3 separate regions of the Mus musculus genome follow, and all the other regions are linked to region 2. The links are chromatin contacts, called in public promoter capture Hi-C maps. All regions are on one chromosome and are shown on one strand. The core of a region is the stretch at or near the end of the contact, and the rest is flanking DNA. Distances in the headings are between cores, read along the strand shown. Region 1 overlaps Edn3 (endothelin 3). Region 2 holds the start of Atp5e (ATP synthase, H+ transporting, mitochondrial F1 complex, epsilon subunit). Region 3 overlaps Gm40017 (a long non-coding RNA gene).

What was found. Promoter capture Hi-C pulls out the DNA fragments that hold promoters and counts their contacts.
Region 1: a promoter capture Hi-C map of second pharyngeal arch cranial neural crest shows a contact between it and region 2. The contact joins the enhancer-like site here to the promoter of Atp5e in region 2. A contact is called at or near these places in 7 of 39 promoter capture datasets (the HPC-7 cell line, cranial neural crest, embryonic stem cells and 3 more), 1 of 484 Hi-C or Micro-C datasets (the HPC-7 cell line) and 3 of 115 datasets of contacts at active chromatin or transcription factors (bone marrow-derived macrophages and embryonic stem cells).
Region 3: a promoter capture Hi-C map of the C10 cell line shows a contact between it and region 2. The contact joins the enhancer-like site here to the promoter of Atp5e in region 2. A contact is called at or near these places in 9 of 39 promoter capture datasets (the C10 cell line, the HPC-7 cell line, cranial neural crest and 5 more) and 2 of 115 datasets of contacts at active chromatin or transcription factors (embryonic stem cells and microglia).

Annotation. Positions count from the first base shown.
Region 1 is chr2:174,779,411-174,783,486 of GRCm38.p6, reverse strand. It overlaps Edn3 (endothelin 3), which reads right to left. Exons shown (of 5, transcript NM_007903.5): 4 at 3,736-3,801; 5 at 1-1,605. The coding sequence ends at 1,569. Among named protein-coding and RNA genes, the nearest start is that of Edn3, 21 kb to the right of the region's middle. Within about 2 kb of position 1,291, at least 13 of the 459 cell types and tissues checked have an H3K27ac peak or open chromatin away from gene starts, as enhancers often do.
Region 2 is chr2:174,461,387-174,466,053 of GRCm38.p6, reverse strand. Atp5e (ATP synthase, H+ transporting, mitochondrial F1 complex, epsilon subunit) reads left to right here and starts at 1,953. Exons shown (of 3, transcript NM_025983.3): 1 at 1,953-2,089; 2 at 3,425-3,554. The coding sequence starts at 2,058. The coding sequence ends at 3,551. Prelid3b (PRELI domain containing 3B) reads left to right here. Exons shown (of 6, transcript NM_025531.2): 6 at 118-963. The coding sequence ends at 240.
Region 3 is chr2:174,930,666-174,935,182 of GRCm38.p6, reverse strand. The region is part of intron 4 of Gm40017 (a long non-coding RNA gene); the gene reads right to left. It overlaps Gm30591 (a long non-coding RNA gene), which reads left to right. Exons shown (of 3, transcript XR_375380.3): 3 at 1-33. Among named protein-coding and RNA genes, the nearest start is that of Gm30591, 9.0 kb to the left of the region's middle. Within about 2 kb of position 2,277, at least 13 of the 459 cell types and tissues checked have an H3K27ac peak or open chromatin away from gene starts, as enhancers often do.

The DNA of each region.
Region 1 (4,076 bases), core at 42-2,541, 320 kb before region 2:
GACTTATCTCCTGAGTGTTCTCACAGTGAGTGGATTTGTTTTTGAAATACAATCTGGCCACTGTGCCAAATAGTGCTTATGAGATTTAAACAATTTCTAGCTACTAAGAGATATGGGTTTGGATTTTTGAACACAATTTAAAATCTATTTTTCTGTCTGTCTATCTATCTATCTACAGTGCCTTTACTTTTAATAGATCCCATAAAGGAGTTACGTAGAAAATAGTTCCCCAATAAATAATTACTTCTCTTAACTGTACATTCCCCCCCAGCAAACCAGCACTCTCTCACACACCCTCAATAAGCAGGCACGTTCACACCTGTAATAACTTAGGAGACGGTCCTCTGAAGTTTACCATCTGGTTAAGGCTCCACTTCACACAATAGCTAAAGTGTCTCCACGTGGTGCCCTTGGAACATGCCCAAAGACAGGTTCTCATTGCTATGAGGCCTGGTGGGGAGGTGGGCAGACTCTCCCAGCTGGGCCTGCAGAGTAGAGTTTACATGGGAACTCACAGTCTGATCCCACCCCCACCCCCATACTCACCACGGACACAGAAGAAAGAGCTCAGCTAAAAGAGATTTTGAACAGAGGTTACAATTCCCAGTTGTTGCCAATTATATAGACAAACAGAAATTTACATAATGTACAAAGAGTTTGTGTTTTTGGGCTTATTTTGAAGCCACTCCCCAAGGATCCACATTTATTCATGAAAGCAGATATCCAGACCAGTAGCCTTGAGCTGAAGCTGCCCCTCAGGGCAGCTTACTGCAAGGCAGGGTTGGGAGCTCTGCCACAGAGGCCATCGCAGAACCCCCAGCTCTTTGCCGAGTGCCCCAGAGTTCAAAACCATCAAGAATATGGGGGAGGGGGGAGTCTTGTTGTTTATTTCTCTTTTTGTCTCATGAACATCTAGATCTCCTGTTTTCTTTTCCTTCTTGTTTTTGAGAGCTGCTCTTCTGATGAGTATTAAGCACAGTGGAAGATTTCTAAGTCCTATGAAATTCAATTTCATAGACTACTGCCCAGCTAGGATCCAGGTCTCAAGCACACAGATGCCTCGCTAACTTGCTCAGGCCACGCAGGCTGCAGAAGAAGGCCTGCTCCGGCCACATGGGTGTCCTGAATCTTCTAGGAGATGGATGTGTGTTTACTTTTGTAAAGAGCCAGCCTGGTGTCCACTTACTCTCCAAGAGGAGTCATGCCAAGGCCAGTAAGTAGCTTTCTGACTTAACATACCTCTCAAACAATTTCCTTGTGAAACTGGAGCCTCAGGCATCCGGCCCCCAGGGCACATGTGGGATCATTTTACCCATTAGGGAAACTGGGGTCTTTTGGACTTGGGCATTCTTGGGGTAAGGGTGTACAGGTAAGCATGGGCTCTTTGGATGGGTCATTCTTTCATTTTTGCCTCAGGCCAATTCCCAACTTGTCGCTAAAGAGGTGGAAATTCAAACTCTGTATGCACAAGCTCCAAGGCTCTTTCCTGGAAGAGTGGGCAGGCAGGGAGAGCAGGTGAAGTCCACTGCAGGAAGCAAGAAGCATCAGTTGTGGCCTGTTAGATCCAGCTAAGGCCGGTGGGCTTTATCTGTCCTTGACATCAACCTATTTCAAGGAAAGAGAACAAAAGGAAAAAGAAGGATGTCATGTTGCCACACCAGCTCTTCCAGTTTGAAAAGGAGGCCCTGGTCACCCCTCTAGCTGTCTCCGGCCTGGAAGCTTCCCTCATCAGGGCTCAGCAAGCTCAGAAGCTGAGCACAAAGGTGGGGAAGAGATTACAGCTACAGCAGTGGCCACCAGAAGGCCTGCAGTTGGCTCACTCTTTGATAACCACAAGCCAAGGATGGCAGTAGCTGCCTCTCTGTGAGTGTGCCTCTGGCCATTACTAACTCCCATCTAAGCAGCAAGGGATGCCGGATGAGTTAAATACTCTGCTCTGGCAGGAAGTGTCTTCTAAGAACTTTAAGTGAATTAAAAGGTGCTGGAAAGCTATCTTGACAGATGGCGGTGGGTGTGTGGATATCGGGGAGAGGTGGCAGACATGCTTACACACACACACACACACACACACACACACCTGTGAAGGTCAGAGAGCAACTCCAGGTATCATTCCTCAGGATTAGTGGCCATTTTTTGTTAAAAAAAAAAATAGTGTCAAGCCTGAGGGCCTGGGGCTGTTTATTTAGGCTGGGCTAGGTGTCCAGAGAGCCTCAAGGTACTTCTTTGCTGCCATCCCAGCCTTGGGGTCAAAGGCACAGACCAGACCACCACACCCAGCTTTTTGTGGGGGTGCTGGGGATCACACTCATTCTCCTGCTTGTAGAACAAGCATTTACAGTTGAATGTCTCTCCAGCACCTCAGTCTCATCTTTTGGTCATGTGACAGAACAATCCGAACAGCAGCATTGTGGGAGGAAGCTATCATGTGTTTTCTTGGCACACGGAGCCTTTGATGGCCATTCTTAGCCTCCCTCCTATACCCCTGTCTGAAACACCTCTCCCTCCTGCATCCACATAGCTCACGTTTTTTCCTCCCACAGGTCTTTGTGCCAAGGTCACAGATGGCTCCTTGTCTACCCAATGATAAACAACAGCACCCCAGCTCTTTCTATCCTTGGTCTACTGTCCAGATTTCCTTTGCTTGCCTCAGTTTGTGTTGTATGTTTGTCTGCTGTCTGCTTCCATCAATAAATAAACTAAAGAAGACCTATTGCATCTTCCCCTATACATCAGGAATAGTGAGGATCCAACATGTAGCTGGTGTGTGACTGATCTCGGCTAAACGAACGCATGTGTAAATTAATAAATGATAACAAGGGACGCATAGCTTTAATCATAGTCTGTTCTCACCCACGTGAGTTTGACTAGAGGGTACCAAAAAGTGATAAAGTGGGCAAAGAATGAAGAAGAGTCTGGGTAGGGACCAGCTGGGGTCTGGCAAATGCTCTCTGAGGCAAGCTGCTACCTCAGCCTCTCTGTTTCCTTCCATTTTCTCTAGACAACTAGAAGCCATCTTATGGATTTGGGAAGCTCCTGTATGCAGGGCTTGGATTAATCTTCCCTTGATCATTCCCTGCAGGAACTGAAGCCACCTCCAGGCTATCATTATGAACGCAAATTACCGTCCCATTGCAGACGTGCGGCTGAATCATAGATAATGACTTCTGACTGGCAGACAGAGTGACAAATAAGCCCAGCTTGGTTTCAGGAAGCCCTCAGGATTGCACATACCAAAAACCAAAGAAAATGACACACACACACACACACACACAGTAAACACAAAATGAGATTGGTATTAAAATAATAACAAAATGAGCTGGGAGTGGTGGGGGTGGGGAACTGCTCATGTGGCACACCCACTTCTATGGAGAAGAAATGATGTAACAGGAATCACTTGGTTACAGAAGTAGAGGCCAAGGTAGGGTTGATAAGCTCAGCCTTCAGATCTATGCAAAGGGCAGGTAACTGTTTTGCCATTCCTATGAGACCCAAGCTGTCAGTCATCACCTTGGAGTTGAAGGACACAGGGCGGGGATGCTCCAAAACCCCAAAGGGTTACACAGGACCAGGAAGGTGACAAATGACCATATACACCCAGAGTTGACAGACCAAGAGGCGTCACTGTCTGTTGGTGGGGACGCCTGTGAGCTTTGGAGTCCCACTGGCCACTTATTGAGACCAGATGCCAGCTCTCCACCCACCCTCTGCCCCGGAATGAATGTATCCTGTCTTCACCTTTGACGTGGGCCTCCAGTCTCCCGCATCTCTTCTGCAGCTGGCCTTTCTGCTCTCCCGGAATAACTGTGGGGACATAGCAGGTTTCAGGGATTAGCATTTCCATGTGGCTGTTTTGGGGGTGACAAATAATGACTTCCTCTTCCCCATGAACAAACACATTAGTATGTGTTCCCCACAGACCAAGTGTCAGGCACCAACTGTAGGACTGAAGGCTCAGTGGGTAGATGTCTGAGTACCAAACACATTCTTCAGTTACTCACCGGGTGCCCAACACCCCAGGTGGGAGAACAAGAGTGTCACTAGTACCAGATTTTCCAGATGGCAGAGCCCCGGCCCAG
Region 2 (4,667 bases), core at 704-3,203:
TGTGGTTTAGTTAGCCTGTAACACACACACACACACACACACACACACACACACACACACACCAAACGTGGTCACACCTTCACTGTTGCTAACAATAAATGCGTTGCACTTTTTAAGGGCCGAGAAGCAATGGAGTGGGTGATACATAAACTGAACGCTGAGATTGAGGAATTGGCAGCATCAGCAAGAGGAAGCATAAGGACACCAATGGCGGCAGCGGCAGCACTGGTGGACAAATGACAATGGAAATTGGTGTGCAGCATCAGGGCTCCAGGACTCTCAAGCTGGCATCATATTATTTGTTATTTAAAAGACACAATTATTTTAGGTAGATCTTTTTTTTTAATGAGGTGGGGTAAGGCTGTGACTTTTGATCTAAACAAAAGATCCAGAACCTCTAAATCAGAGGGATCATCTGAGGGGAGGATGTAAGACTGGGAGAGGCTGTGTTCATGTGAACAGTTAACGGGTTTGTTTGCTGTTGTTGTTGTTGTTGTTTAAGTACTTAGAAGAAATTGGTGTTGATCTGGAGTCTCTTAAAGCTCCAGGTACTGGAACACTACCTGGCTGCGGACCAACCAGAGCAGAGCCCAGCCGCCCTCCTGTCCACAGCTGCCCGCTGCTGTGAACCAGAACTGCCTGCATGAGGGACTCACTCTACAAAGAGAACCTGTAAAATTTAAATGACATTAATTTATATAAAATAACCTGCCCTGCTGGAAACCAGTGTTTGGATTTGGTACTTTTAAATGATATTTTTGGAGTGAAAATTAACAGTAAGGTAATATATGACTCCAGCAAAAATAGTATTTTATTGTATTAACGGGTACTATAATAATTTGCCAAATTTTGTGACTTAGTAAAGGCATTCCCTTCCTTGAATTTGTACTTTGTGATTTCGCATGCTGTACTGTGGGCTGGTTATGTTAACCGAAAAAATAAAGTCATTACCTGAGTGTCTCATCACTCTTAACAGAACACTGAGACAGAAGAGCAGCTCTTCCCATCTCTGAGCACTTCACATTGACTTATAAATGTCATGGGTTTGTAGTTGCTAAGACATGGTATGTCAGGTTATCGGAATATGAGTACTTCTTGAGGCAGTTAAGACCACAAAACAGCTTTATTACATGAAGAGCTGTCCATCATTTGAGACAACACATGTCACCTAGGACCCAGATCTTCTCACCTTAACTCAGGGCATTAGATGAGAAGAGCCTGGAGGAACACCATGGTCTGAGGGAAGTCCTAGAAGATTGCGCCCCGTGGGGACTCAGGATGGCTGCAAAACAGCCACAGAGATTGTCTAAGTGGTGTTGGCTTTGATGTGTACAGTTTTGCCTGGGTGACTGGTGACTGCCTTTTGCCTTTTATGGGGTGGGTTTTCCTGAAGAGACCAGTTAGCATGCATACAAAACCACAACTTCAAGTTCTTAGCTTCCTACTTTAAAGGATTACTCAGTTTAATAATTCTTTGGACATTTGTAAAAGATTTTTAAAAAGTAAAGGAAAAATCGTTTGACAAGTGGAATGAATGTTCCAGCTAAACAGAGCACTACTTAACATTGTTGGACAAAGTGTCAGGTACGGTTTCTAGGAGTTACACCTGTTCTGGAAGGGTCTGATGCCCTGATGATGTTTTTTTAAGTATATACATTTCCACTTTGCAATGTGGTTCCATCGTGAATTCTGCCTGAGTACAAATGGAATCCTGGGCATGGGTACATGCAGACAGGAACATTAGCTGTCACTCAGAGCGGGCTCGAGGAGGCCCCGCCCCCTGCCCGCAGCACCTGGAAGGTGACCGGCATGCAGCGGCCTCGCTTTCCCAGGTGTCTCTACGGCCACAGCTTCCGGTAGCCGCTCGGCCAATGGGCAAGGCGCGACCGGCGCTCCTATTGGCTCCTGGTTGGCAAGGGCGGGATGAGGCGCTGACTGGCAGGTCCGCGTACCCCACCCCTTCCGCTACTCAGGCCTGACCTTCCTGCTGCCGGGCCGGTTTGAGGCTACTCTGAAGCGACCCAGCGGTTCTGCCCGACGCGCCCGCTCGAGACACCATGGTGGCGTACTGGCGACAGGCTGGACTCAGGTACGCCCAGAAAGCGTTGGGAAGGCCTGGCCGGCCGTCACCAGGCCGTACGAGACGGCCAAGCCACGCGGCCACCCTCCAAGATGGCGTCGCCGTGGACAAGGCTCTTCGCGGGGTCATGGGGTCAGGGACCCTAAACAGAGGTGGCTGCTCCTCGGGAGAGGTAGCCTACAGTACCTGCATGATCGCTGTGACGGCCAAGTGCACAGCACCCTTGACCTGGCCACGCTGACACTGACCTTGCTCACCTGCGCAGAGGGAGGGGCGCACAAGTTCATTTTCAAGTGTGACCTTAGTGACCTTTTCCCAGTAGTGAAAAAAGGTGAAAGCCCTCTAACCTGTGGAGCGCCCTGCAGGGGCCCCGTGATGGGTGCGAGCTGTGGGCCTAGGAGTGGTGGTGCATGGTTTCCTTGCTCCAGGGAGTGCATCTTGTTAGTGTGCTGGGTGGAGGAACACCTTTCTGGGTATCAGGCTGAAGGCCCAGTGCCCCGACAGAGTTCAAGCAAAGTTGTGTAGAACAAAAGGACGGTAGGCTCACAGTTGATGCCTCTTATTAAACTATCTCCCATGGCGTCCATCACCTTATTTTCCTGCGCCCAGCCGCTTGAAGGACAGCTATTATTTTTACCCCGGTGCTTTGCAGGTTAAACCCTTTGCTCCTGAGCTCCCCAAACAGATTTAAAGCAGGAGAAACAGCCAGCCACTCCTCCATCTCTGGTTTCAAAAAGTGTGAAAAGTGCTATCTTCTGGGATAATAGTGTTGACAGGTGAATCCATCTACCTAACAGGAAGTTTCCTCTGAGCTCTGTTTGCTACTGGTGATGTTCTCTGAGAAGTTTGGAAACCTTGGTTAGGAAGTGTTTTCACGATAGACAAGAGCAAAAATCCAATATTTTCAGCAGTGCCTTTAATAGTTGACCATGAAAAGCACTCTTTTAATTCAAAATAGCTTTCCTAATTGTGTGTGTGTGTGTGTGTGTGTTGTAGGAATAATATAATTAAAGCAATTAAATACAGAAATGGGCTGGGGAATCTTTCCTACATTGTGGGACTTAAAAAAGCAAACAAACCAACCAACCCTTATTTTAAATTACTAAGTCCTGAAAAGATACACTGCCAAGAATTGTGACCTCCCAGCCAAGTACCAGCTGATCTGGGGGGCACAGTTCCGATTGTTTCCTTTGAATAGATCCTGTTTGATATTGCCCAGTTTTCAGTCCAATTTTACCTTAGTAATCAACCAAAATTATGGAAAGAAAACCAGGGTATCACACCTCATGACACCGCCATTCCAGCTGTTGGTAACCAGCCTCGTATCCTCTCTCACTTTGCCAGCTACATCCGGTTTTCCCAGATCTGTGCAAAAGCAGTGAGGGATGCCCTGAAGACCGAGTTCAAAGCGAACGCTGAGAAGACTTCGGGCAGCAGCATAAAAATTGTGAAAGTCTCGAAGAAGGAGTAGCTGGTGAGTGAGTCACTGGTTTCCTCACAAGTTGCCTCTTAAAGTTTTTAAAGTGCCATAAAGCCAAACCCAAAAACTTTAGTTTGAGCGTCTGCCTCTCGGTGGGCGGTGGGCTTGGATGATGCCGGATACTGGGGTGATCATTCCAAGTGTGCAGGTTGTAGAGGTCGCCTGGCATGAGGGAGGGGAGCCCTGTACAGCCCCGGCAAACAGTAATTGGCAAATTGATTTTTCAGTGCAGTTAGCAACCCTGAGATAGAAAGCCATCTTATTTTAATTAAACCTGGTTCATTTATCTGCACAAAATCAAGTAATTGGGAGGATGCCCCCCCCCCCTTATAATTGCTATTGGAGTTATGTAACGGTCTGGAACATGAGGCATGGACGGCAGTACTTCGAATGGTCCTCCCCATAGCTGCTGGTGTCTCACGCATCCCTTCTCCCAGCATCCGGGCAGGAAGGCTCATAACCCCAGGCAAGTCCTGCTCTGCTGAGCTCCCTGTGTGCTCAGGGAGGCTGGCTCAGTTTCCCTGTGCGGAGGTGTTGGGGTGTAAGAAGTTGCCAGGACAAGGTGGTCCAGTGAATTCAGATGCACTTCTCCAGACTGATTCTATCTCCCCACTACTGTGTTTGCATGGTTACTTCAAAAATAAGCCCCTCAAGTTATCAGAGAGACGTTCCTCGGCTTTCATTTTCTGTGCTTTTGAAAAGTGTCAGCTCTGCAGTAGCACAGTCCGTGACACCTGTGCTCCAAGCCTGACTGAAACTCTCCTCTAAGCACTTTTTAGCTTCATCTCGAATGAACAGACATCATACTCTGAACCAGGAGATGCAGGGTTTTAAATGGAGGCCCTTTCCTGGGGTCTGTCTAATCTCAGAATCTAGACCAGTAAAACCTGATTCTTGTTAGGCAGTTCACTCTCCACAACGAGCAGAGTGAGGCCATCTCCTCACCTGCCTGCACTCACACCACACTAGTATTGGCTTATTTGTCAGAGCCTTGGGGTTGGCCAGGCATCTCTTCAACAGGGAGAACCCCAGCCTGTTGGGAAGAGGGAAGAGGGTCATGGTATCTTGAGGACAAAGCTTTTTCTGTCACAGTAAGAAGTGATTGAC
Region 3 (4,517 bases), core at 1,028-3,527, 470 kb before region 2:
TGTAAACTAAAGCCATTAAACTGGTACAACTTCCTTTTGTTTCTTTTTTTAAATTTTATGTTTGTTTGTTTGTTTGTTTGTTTGTTTGTTTGTTTGTTTTGAGACAGGGTTTCTCTGTATAGCCCTGGCTGTCCTGGAACTCACTTTGTAGACCAGGCTGGCCTCGAACTCAGAAATCTGCCTGCCTCTGCCTCCCAAGTGCTGGGATTAAAGGCGTGTGCCACCATGCCCGGCACAACTTCCTTTTCATTTGTAGTAAAACTAAAATTTCAAGGGAAAAAGTCCTAATTCCAACCACCTCTTCAGGCTGAGCCTGGCTACATGTCTGTAGGTCAGTTAAGGTGGCAGGATAAAGGTGAAGGGCAGAGAGGGCACATCCAGTCAGTGTGTGAGCATTTACAGGCAGAGGGCTAACAGGCTTAGCATTTTCTTCAGGGAGGCTAACATACATTTTTAATTAAAATGTTTTTAAGCTCATGCAGAATTGCACAGTTTTGGACAAGATGTTGTCTTCTTAACCTATCTCTCAATCCTGGTTCTACAAAATGACCCTCACTCCCTAGGGATATCAATTAATTTTAAGAAATTACTTCCATCCCAGCGTGCATTTTTTTTTCCTATGGGATAATTGCCTCCTTCTCAGACGCTAACTTCATCCCAAGGACTAAAGTGATGACTTATCTCTGTGCTTTACGTATGTTGTGTGTGTGTGTGTGAACTACGTATGCTGTGTGTGTGAACTACATATGTTGTGTGTGTGTGAACTACATATGTTGTGTGTGTGTGAACTATGTATGTTGTGTGTGTGTGTGAACTACATATGTTGTGTGTGTGTGTGTGAATATATATGAAGATACATGCACTTTAGTTGTTTTAAGGATTGTTTTTGTCAGTACCATCTCTTTAAAAAAATCATTTTAAAAACCACTTGAAGGCTTGCAGACATCTTCAGGTTTACAGATTACCTTAATGTGTTAATAATATACATGGGACAATCGTTCATCTATGTTTTTAGTTCTAAAGAAATATAAAATAGTTGAGGCAAAATACTTGTTAAATAACTCACATACCGGTGAACAGGTCGTTCAAAAGGAATAAAGTAAGAAATGCCAAACGTTTCCCTGCTTTGGCTCCTTGTAATCCAGAATAACAGCTAACCCCTTTTAGTTCTCATACTTGGGAAGGGGCAGGTGGATCTCTGAGTTTAAGGCCAACCTGGTCTACAGATGAGGTTTCAGCATAGCCTGGGTAGCCTGGGCTACAAAGAGAGCCCCTTGTCTCAATTTTTTATTTTGTATTTTTTTTTTTTTTTTTTTTTTTTTTTTTGCACAGGATATCACTATGTAGCTCTGGCTATCCTGAAACTCACTAGGTAGATCAGGCTGGCCCAAAACTCGCAGAGATCCAATTGTCTCTGCCCCTCAAGTGCTGGGACTTAACATATCTGGCTGAACAAAAAAATTATCTTTAAGTGTCTGTTATAATGACTTACATCTTTAGCAAATAAATTGGTTAAGAAGATGCAAGACTGTTAATGTAGTTTGTGTTTCTGTTCATAACTGTTAGATATTTAACATGTCATATACAGTTTCTGAGTTTTAGGTACAGCCTCCTGGGGTTTAATTTTTAAATTATCTTATTAAAATGTTTCTGAACTATGCACCAACATTAATAATTATAGGAACTCTTGGCAGAAAGAGAGAGAGAGAGATGTTATAGGTATGAGATAGACAGGTATGGTATAGGGTTAAAGAAGATTGAAGAAAAGGAAACTGTTTTTGGATAAGAATGCACTTTGCATGGTAAGAGAAAGACTTGCACAGCGGAGACTGATGGTGATGATGGGGAAAGACAGAAGTATGCTGCAAAAAGATTACAGAAACTAAACTTTAAAAAGTGGACATGGTTGTGACTAAGCTGATCTTATTTGCTTTGAGACAGTGTCCCACTGTGTAGCCCTGCCTGGCCTGAAATTTGCTACAGGCTAACAGGCTGCTTTTCACCTCACAGCTATCCACCTGCCTCTCTCCCTGGGAAGCTGGGATTGGAGACACGCATCACTACGCCTGGCTTGTACCCATTGCGTTAACGGTAAGGTGTGCAATTTCTATCACATTACATAACAATCACGCAACTCTTTTTAATGGACGAGTACTTGCATCTATTTCTAAAATTTGGCCTATTAGATAAACAACTCAACTACTTTGACGTCACTTTGGGAGACAGGGGACTACGGTTCCCTCTAGTGGCCACTGCCAAGTCTGCAGCTGAGATTCGGAAAATTTGTTACGGGTGCCTTCTACCAGTCGCCCGGCAGATGGCGCACGGTGGCCTGTATCCTAGAAGACTGCTTTCATCTTGCAGAAGGCCGGAGGCTTTGCTACTTACTTAAAGAGCCCTTGTTACGGGACGCTCATTTTGAAAGTGGAAACGTATTTTAGAATTTCAAATATTCTAGCTGAACAATGTCCCACCTCTGTTACCCAACTTCATAAGACCCCAGTGCCAACCAAGCCCGAGACTGGTGAGGACCATCACACTAAGCTAAGAGCTCAGAGCCCTCTGTGTCCAACCAGGACATTAACAGGTCAGGTGGGAGATGCCTCTGCCTGGTCCATTCTGTGCCTAGTTTCTTACCCTAGACTAGCCACCTCTGGCTTTGTGGTTAATATTGCATGGCCATCCAAGTAGCTCTGAGGAAACAGGAGCTTAACCTGGCCCCCGAGGGTTTGAGGAGAACTCAAGTCCATTTCCTGATGCCTCCCCATACCAGTGACTTCATACGGTGTGCACACTCACGCTGCGATGGTTCACCTGTGCTGAACCGGGTTCCTGCTTCATCTGCAAAGATGCCAGGGAGATCCTGTGCTCACAGCTGGACAGCACCATTGTATCCTAGCTTAAGGCCTGTACTCTGTAGGCAGCGTGGCATGTCTTCATGCCTTTTGAGTGGCTGCCGGAAGTGCTTTGGGGTAAGCACTGTAGCCTGAGCCACTGGGGCTCCCCTGCATTCCTGAGAGCAATTAGGGCCCCTTTCCTCAGAGAAATTGGAGGGCGTAAGCCCCTGGTGCCTGAGTTCACATGTTCAGAGTTGATAAGCATGGCGGATCCGACGGGAATTTTTTATTTTTGCCTTTTGTTGTTGATGGAAAGGGTGGGCAGCAGCATAAACAATAAGGGCAACTTAGTGACTAACAGGCTCCTGGGGCAGGCGGCGTCCAGCTGGAGAGGCCCAAAGTCGCGAACCACCCACTTAGTATTTGCAACTTAGGGGTCCTCAGAAGTGTTCGGAAGTTGGTTTGCTGCAATGTGAACTTTGTTCAACTTAAGAAGGGGAAGGGAGTGTTAAGTCCCCCTCGTGGCAGCTGGAAGTCAGGCCCAATCCCCAGCTACTCAGCAGCTCTCTCATGCTTTAGGTTTGGGGCCACTCTGCAATCCTTGAATGTGTTTAAGATGGAGATGGGGCTTTTAGCTTATGCTGGAAGTTTAGCTCTAACAAATATGTACTTACGTTTGGAACTGAAACATAAGTTTATGCATTTTTTAATTCTTAAAAAAAAACAAAAACAAAAACAAAACATGTAGCAGGCTTGTAGCCTGGATGTGCAACAGTGAACTTGGAAGCTTTATAAAGTTGAAAACACACAGATCACAGGCCCAATATTGTGTTCCTAGGGTTTATCCCAAAGAAGTGTGTATGTGTGTGTGTGTGTGTGTGTGTGTGTGTGTGTGTGTGTGTGTGTACACGCATGCACACACACGTACAGTTTGTAGACAAGATATTTGTAAATGTTACAAATTAAATGGAATTGACCTCCCATCACTTAATGAACAAGTCAAAGTGGTGTCCGTGGCTGCTCGGCAACAGCAATGAACTCAGCTTTATCCACGTAGCTGGCACAGATGGACCTGGAGTACATTCTATCCCTCACAGAGAATGCTAAACTATTAATCGAATCAAAGAAGGGGGGCAGAAAGGCAAGCAACTAATATTAACATGATTCACAGAGGGAGGCAAGCAAAATGGCTCTGAATCCTATTGCAGGGTGCTCAGCTTCCTTTATAAAATGAGAAATACTAATTAAAATTGCCACTTGTCAAATTAAAAACGAATCTGAAATCCTGATTGCTCACTCTTGAATCTCAGAAGCAGGCAATCTCCCGCACTGCTGGTGGCAACTTGGGCTTCACGGAGGTTTGACTGGCTGTAGGGAGATGCCAGGGCCTTGCAAGGAAGGACTGAAAAACAAAGAGAAGCCCCCAAAGACGTGGACTGGGACTCATTCCCAAGGATCCTTGCATCAAGACTATAACGTAGTGGGTATAAGGAAAGCCTAGACCGTGTCTTGTGGGCGATGGATAGAGGGAAGGGCACGATTTGGGCTTACATAAACATCAGCCTCATACAATTTTGCCCTTGGATGCATGTGATTATACAACCACAAAGATGGGAACTGGAAAGATGGCTTCGTGGCGAAGAATGCTCACTGCTCTTGCAGAGGACAAAAGTGTGGTTT